Linked DNA regions of Rattus norvegicus: region 1 is linked to region 2. The links are chromatin contacts, called in public HiChIP or PLAC-seq maps. All regions are on one chromosome and are shown on one strand. Each heading gives the region's core, a stretch centred on a gene start, on an enhancer-like site or on the middle of the called end of the contact. The rest is flanking DNA. Distances are from core to core; before and after follow the strand shown.

Region 1 (3,290 bases), core at 111-2,610, 120 kb after region 2:
AATGGAAAAGCTACCTATGAAGCCTAGTAAGGCTCCACAGGTGTGTGAAGCTGCTTCCCCTCCACCTGGGCACCTGGCCGCCCACACTTCTGCAGTAACGCACGCACGCTTTTGAAGTCTTTGATCTCTGGTTTATGAAATCAGATCTATTTTAAGTAGACTGCTTTACAAATGCCACAGAAGAATAGCCATGAGGTAAGGAACCTCCCCTCTTCTTTTCATTGATCCAAGTTTTAGAAAAAAGTCATTACCTTAGTTTTTCAGTCTTTCCAGATTATTAATATAGGTATGGCCTGGCTGATGTGACAACAGGCCAATGCTAGTCCTTTTAATTCAAAGACCTATTCAACAACCATGAAAGAAAATTTCTTCTGCCCCCTGCAGCCTTTGAAAACCCACAATTTATTATAAGCCTTCAGGATTGTCCAATACCCTGATTTAACTGTCTAGGACCTTAATGTCTTCTTTTTGTTTCCTGCTAAATTGTCATTTTCTGAATAATAGAAACTCCTCCTTGTAAACCTCCTCATTCATAGTCTCCTCCAGACAATCCGGACACTGTAGCTTCCTGTTACTTCCGTAGTGACCGTCCTAGAAAAGAAACTTCTGAACGTATTTAGTTCTACTTACTCTTTCTTTAAATGGCGAAAGGAAATAGCTTGACAAGGATTGTCATCGCAGAAGAGATAACATAAGTGGACTCCCTGCCTGTCAGCCTGGGCTCTCTCTTCCCCGCTGCATCTCACATTCTGAGGAAGCCTGAAGGCTCTTTTTAAATCCCTGCTTATTCCTGTGTTTCACCTTCTTAGGAGGCCATGAGGTCCAAGAGGCAATGGAAGGATGATCTGAGGGTTACATGTGAAACATGTTTGTACTCTCAAAGGCTTCGAGGAGACAAATGTACTTGTCAGCTAAATAATTATGTGCAATTTGTAACTCTGTGGCCACAAAGTACATACTGTATTTTCATGTTATTTACTATTTGTATGTGGTGTGTGTGCCTGTGTGTGGGTACATGTTCACATGTGCTACATATGTAGGTGGAGATCAGAGGCCAAGTTTCAGGAGCGTGTTCTCTCTTTCCTCTCTGGGTTCCAGAGGTTGAACTCAGATTCTCTGCTTGCACAGCAAGTGACTCTCTCCGCTGAGCCATCTCATTAGCCCCATGATAAGATTTTTAACTCTTCTTTGCCAGTCCAAAAAAAAAAAGTGGCTCCTGTTACAGATCGATCCTTTCTGTGTTCTAACGGCTTCACTGGGGGTAGATTATTGTTCAGAAGAAGACAAACAGAGCAGAGCAGATCTGCTTCTGGATATCTGATCTTTAGATCCAACACTTAGTGCTTTTAGAGCTCAGGGTCTGGAATCTGAAGACCCCATGCTTCTCCTGAGGATCCTCCACATCTTGGCAGTCAGAATCTTTCGCCTCACTTCACCAGGACAACAACTGACATATTCTCTATAGGTTCAAAGGGCTATGCGATGTGACACATATATAGCATATGTAAATTACACTCACATGTAGGGTAATATGCATTAGGACAAAGAGACAACAGCACAGAAGCTGAGACCTGTGCACTGCAAAACACTACCTGACGAGAGACAACATGGTGTCTACGTGGGCGCAAGTGACTGCACCCATATCCCATGGACGCCTGTGTAAAAGAAGCACTTTAATAGTCTTATATCATTCAGTGTCTCTCCATCGTAGCAGTGGAGAAATAGCTCCTGTACATTTGTGCACAAGACAAGAGTGACATTGAAGGAGTCTGAAAAGTGAGAATTTCTGGCACCAACCCAAGAGATTCTGATGACGTACATCTAGTGACTCTAGAATCTAAAACCATGGTTCCTCCAGTTCTAAGGAGCTGAAGTCTTATTGTCTCATGTACTTTCCTGTAGGGGGCAGTAGAGTATAACTGATCAAAAAGTGTTTTCCTGTGTTGAGTCAAGCTTTGAAGCTGGCTTTCTGCATCACTGATCTCTCTCCACCCGATGCTATCATTTCTTAATCTGTATAATGGGCATGAAGATATGACTGCATTTGTTTTAGGTGCTAGGGAAGAAAGTTGAGCTCTAAATTTAGGAAATCAATTAAGACTACTGTGTGGAAGGTTTTCAAAGGATACATGTCTAGCTACTGACATGCTTTGTGACTTCTCTTTGTTTCGTATATTACGAGACCTCTTCTTTCTCTTCTAGTCTGCTCCGTCGAAACAAGGTTAGAAGAGGTATGTCTGATTCCATGGACAAGGAACCCTCCTCCCCACCCCACCCCCTGTTTCTCCCTATCCCATGTCCGATAATGGTAGATCTTAATCACAGCACGGACGGTTCCTTTATCAGCTACCAACCAAATGCATAAAGTTTGTGAGTGCCTAAGTGAGAGGTTTGCAAAGAGCCAGTCCATGTGTCTTGGCCTCAGTGGAGCAGAGTTCCACACAGTTCAGCGTTTGCTGGTAGAAAACAATGTTAGCTCTTCAAGTGTTTATTCGCATGAGCCTTGCTTTTTACCTTTATAGCTTCAGTCCGCCAACCCCCAACTACATTATTCCAGGCGTCCTTGCAAAGCAGTAGAATGAGTTTAATCAACAGCAGCAACTGTGGGATGTGTCTACAAGGTAACTCAGCCACCCAACCGTCACACCCTTTATGGTCTTAACTAGTTCTCTGAGGAGTGTCTCCCCCACGACAAGCAGACAGGTAGGAGCTTCATAATAGCTGAAGGGTGGTGGTAGCAGGTCCTATGCCTTGTCCTCTGTTGCTCCTGCACAAGGTCCTCGGCCAACCTCCCCAATCTCTGAAACCAGGTGCATCTTTCAAGTCTGCAGAATCCCGAAGAACACAAAGTACCTCTCAGGTCGTCCTCCCCGAAGAACCATCGCCAGCCCAAGCTTTCCTCAGCAGCCGCCGGCTGTCTCTTGGCAGAAAGTCCTAAGTCTTTCTACCATACTTGGTTCCCATGATCACCCAAACGGTGATAGGAAAAATCTATGGGATGCACTCCGGACCTCATGGAATTGTTTCCTGCCTGTAAAAGCTGAAGCAGATGAACTTAGCCCTCTTGTTTGTTGTCCTTATAGGAGCAAAGGCAAGCGAAGGTTCGAGGTCCTCTCATCTCAGCGGGACACTGTTAAGTCAAGGGGACCTGCATTCTATTCTTAGAAACCCACCTGCTTGCTACCTGTTCCGTGGGCATCATCTGGCTGGCAACCATGCCACCAGTCAAGGATTAGGTGTAGAGAGAAGTATTTGCCTTTAAAATTCCTTTAAGAGTTCCGACTACAATA
Region 2 (3,542 bases), core at 715-3,214:
TCCTAGGTAAGCGCTCTACCACTGAGCTAAATCCCCAGCCCCAATACTCTGTGTACTTTAAGGAAGAGGAGGTCAAGCTGACTGGGAAGTTAAGAGTGTAAACCTACTTTCGGGTTATATTCTCGGTGGTTTAATGGGCTACCACCCCCTATAAATGGAAGGGCATCTGAAGTGCGTCAGAAAGCAAGCTAGAGTGAAGCAGGAGCGCAGATGCAATGGTAAGACCGCGGTTCTTCTAGAGGAAGTTGATTTGGCTCCTTCGTCTGGAAAATAATGCCAACGTGACAAGAATCTTTACTTTCCCAAACAGCTCCGTGGAGACAAAGTAACCAGAACAGCAGAAAACAAAACCCCATGGCCGACTCAGCGGTACCGAAATGCTACATTGCATCCCTTTGAACCAAGTGTGTGTTTCTTAAATATTTGCAGGTTGCATGAACTGCTAGTTATATTAAGGCTTGAGTGGTTTCTCATAATGTGTCACAGAAGTCAAAAGGAAGAGACAGAGAAATGAAATTCATCAAAGCTGTCACCACAAAGCTTAGACGTTCAGTCTGAGGGGAGCGGCTCTGGTGTGTGGGCGGACGTAGAGAACCATCTGAGCTGGAGCTCAACAGACACTGAAATGGGACTCAGCACACATCTCCCCTGACCAACCTCCATGTTAAGGAACAACTACTAGAAATAGAATCCAAATGGGGCAGGAAGATGGCTTAGGGGGGAGAGAAAGGCCAGGTAGATGAGGAGGAAGAAGAAAGGCCCAGGAGGCATGTGTTGGGGAAAGGCTACGAAAGAAGATCCCTTAGCCATAGGACTACGTTCCAAGGTCCCTGCTGGATCCATGGGCACCATCGAAGTCTAGACATACTGCACTCTCTTCCTGTACATATAGCAAGGATGAAGTTGAGTCATGAACCTAAACATAGTAAAAGATAAATAGTAATAATAACCAAAGTGCAGAAACATATTCATATTTATTTCTCTCTCCTTTGTCTGCTGACAGGAAGCAAGCAGATTATACAGTGTAAATAACCTGTAACCTATGCTAAAGAGTGACTCATGCCCCTGACTGGATGGAGTCAGGAGACAAAGGATTGGTTTAATTGCAGTGCTTAGCATAATACCTCATTATAAACTTAGGAAATGTATTTTGGGAATTTTCTGTTTAATGTTTTTTGGCCTATGTTTGACTATGGGTAACTGAACCAACAGGAAAATGAGTCATAGATAAAAGGAGACTACTGTGTTTGTAAACTGTGTTTGTGTCCTAATAAGAGAAGAGGCAGCCATAGATCTCAGAGCCGCCTATGGTGTGACATCTCTCACATAGTAAAAGGCCAGTATCGGGTACATATACAGAGCTGTGGATCTGTGTGGACAGCCATCCTGTCTCTGTACAGAAGCAACTAACAGTGATATGTTTAAAACAGTTGACTTCACCTGTTTTCAAAAACTTAATGTTCAGATTGCCTAATATAAAGAAAGTCAAACCTACCAGGTCAAGTTACCATACATGTGCTATGTATACCTTAATAGATAGATAGATAGATAGATAGATAGATAGATAGATAGATAGATACACACACACACACACACACACACACACACACACACACTTTTCTAGGTAGATGGGGATCTGTAAAATATGCTATTACTCATCTAATGAGGGAGAATGAAACATACAGATAGGAATTAGTGTGATATAGCAATGTATTAATATGTTCATAGAAAGACTTCACAGCATTTAAAAATAAAACTGTACCTTCTGGAAGAGGAAGCAGCCAGAATAAATAAGAGAAAAATGAGCACCAGATTCATTTTGTAAATTTTACTTTAGCATCGCATAAAGCTTCACATCATCACGAAACAAGATTAAATTGGAAGCAATCTGTAAGCATCAACAATAAAACGAGTGCACTGTACGTGTCTACGTGTCTGTCCAGTAGGTGGCGCAGCAAGGCTAAGAGGAGGATTCCAAGAGACTTAAAAAATAACAGGCGACTCGCACAGCCCAAGCTCACCAAGCTTAGGCCCAACACACTGCAAGGAATTGTGAGCTGACTGCCATCATCCCTCTCGGGGATGTCAGGATCTACTGTCGCGGTGGTGTGCGTCCGGTCGAGTGAATAGCGTCATCATCAGAACACTGAAAACTGGCAAACGAAAAAGGAGTACAGATTTAAAAAACAGCTCTTCGCTTGAGTCTGTGTAAGACGCACCATGAGCTCATGAAAGTTGTTTTATTAGATAAGTGTTTCCTATTTTCTGTTCTGAGAAAGATTTAAGGTGCTTAGACCCTCTCAATGAGACCATGCTCTCTGCCCCACGTTGGGCCTGACACGGATTCATGGAAGAGTGATGGATTCAGTCGAGGGGAGGGGTTTGGGAAGGGGAAACAGGAGCCTAAGGAAGCTGCCACAGGCTGCTTGGTACTGAGCTCTCGGGGACAAGAGACCAGAAAGGTTGAACAGTGACAGAAACAACTGTAATAGATCAAAGCCCGGCATAGTTCTTAAAATATGTAAGTCCGGAAAATAAAACGTTGTCACTGAGATTAGAAAGCGGGCCCAGAGACAAATTCTTTTCAACGCCAGCAAATGAAGGAAATCCAACGCTGAGTCTGCCCCTCACACAAACCATCTCAAGTGACCGGGGAGGTCGATGTGATGTTTCTCCCTGTGAACTTGTTCCAGCCAATCACTGAAGACATATCGTTAAAGTGATGTCACATGTTGAGACCTTTAAACATACACTGATGGTATAGACACCTACAGTCAGTGACAGCCAATGTCACAAGAAGGCTATAACGGTGTTTCTTTATGGCAGAGGAATACAGCGCCCCTGAGGGGTATATTTGCCAAAAGTAATGAGTCCCCAGCTCTGCAACTCCTCAGTCAATGCCGGCCACAGTGACCGCCCACCCTAGATGTGACGCCAGGCCAAGCTGAGATGTAAAATACTACATGGCAAAAACTTAACAAGGAAATAAAAGATTTCAATAGTTTTTTAATTTTATTTACTCATAGAGTATTATATATTAGGAAATAAGTGTCTAACTTTATGAAGTCTAACTTTAAAGTACTAATTACGATATTTAATGCATATGTGTGCTTCATTTTATATTCCTGTTGGCTAGCACTAGTGTATTCTAACTATTAACTTTCAGGAAACACTTAAGACATAGGCTTGCCATCAGGGAGCAGAGTCCAAGCTTTTAGACACATGGCCTGTGACACATGGCAATCCTCCTGCCTCAGCAGAAAACTTACACTTCAAAATCGTAGAGTAAAGTCACTCAAGCTTGATTTTGACTGTGTCACATCTAATTCTGGGTGCAGTTCATTAAGTAAGAAACTGCTTAATGTCATCTAGACTTTCACTTCCATTTTAAATTGTCAATTATAAAAGTCATGCTGGCTTAACATTACTTAAAATCTTCTCATTTATACCACAGATATTATATATGTCTAACTATCCCACAGGAAGATAATAGTCACCGTCAAATAAGAATACATTGATAACCGTTTTGTGTTGGAAACCGG

Evidence for each region. HiChIP or PLAC-seq counts read pairs in DNA pulled down with a chosen protein or histone mark.
Region 1: an H3K27ac HiChIP or PLAC-seq map of oligodendrocytes shows a contact between it and region 2, with 13 times the contacts expected there. The contact joins two enhancer-like sites. A contact is called at or near these places in 5 of 12 Hi-C or Micro-C datasets (the A7r5 cell line, Schwann cells, frontal cortex and 2 more) and 1 of 1 datasets of contacts at active chromatin or transcription factors (oligodendrocytes).

Annotation. Positions count from the first base shown.
Region 1 is chr9:117,867,626-117,870,915 of GRCr8, forward strand. The region is part of intron 3 of Dlgap1 (DLG associated protein 1); the gene reads left to right. Among named protein-coding and RNA genes, the nearest start is that of Dlgap1, 260 kb to the left of the region's middle. Within about 2 kb of position 1,361, at least 5 of the 93 cell types and tissues checked have an H3K27ac peak or open chromatin away from gene starts, as enhancers often do.
Region 2 is chr9:117,750,502-117,754,043 of GRCr8, forward strand. All of the region lies in intron 2 of Dlgap1 (DLG associated protein 1), which reads left to right. Among named protein-coding and RNA genes, the nearest start is that of Dlgap1, 140 kb to the left of the region's middle. Within about 2 kb of position 1,965, at least 6 of the 93 cell types and tissues checked have an H3K27ac peak or open chromatin away from gene starts, as enhancers often do.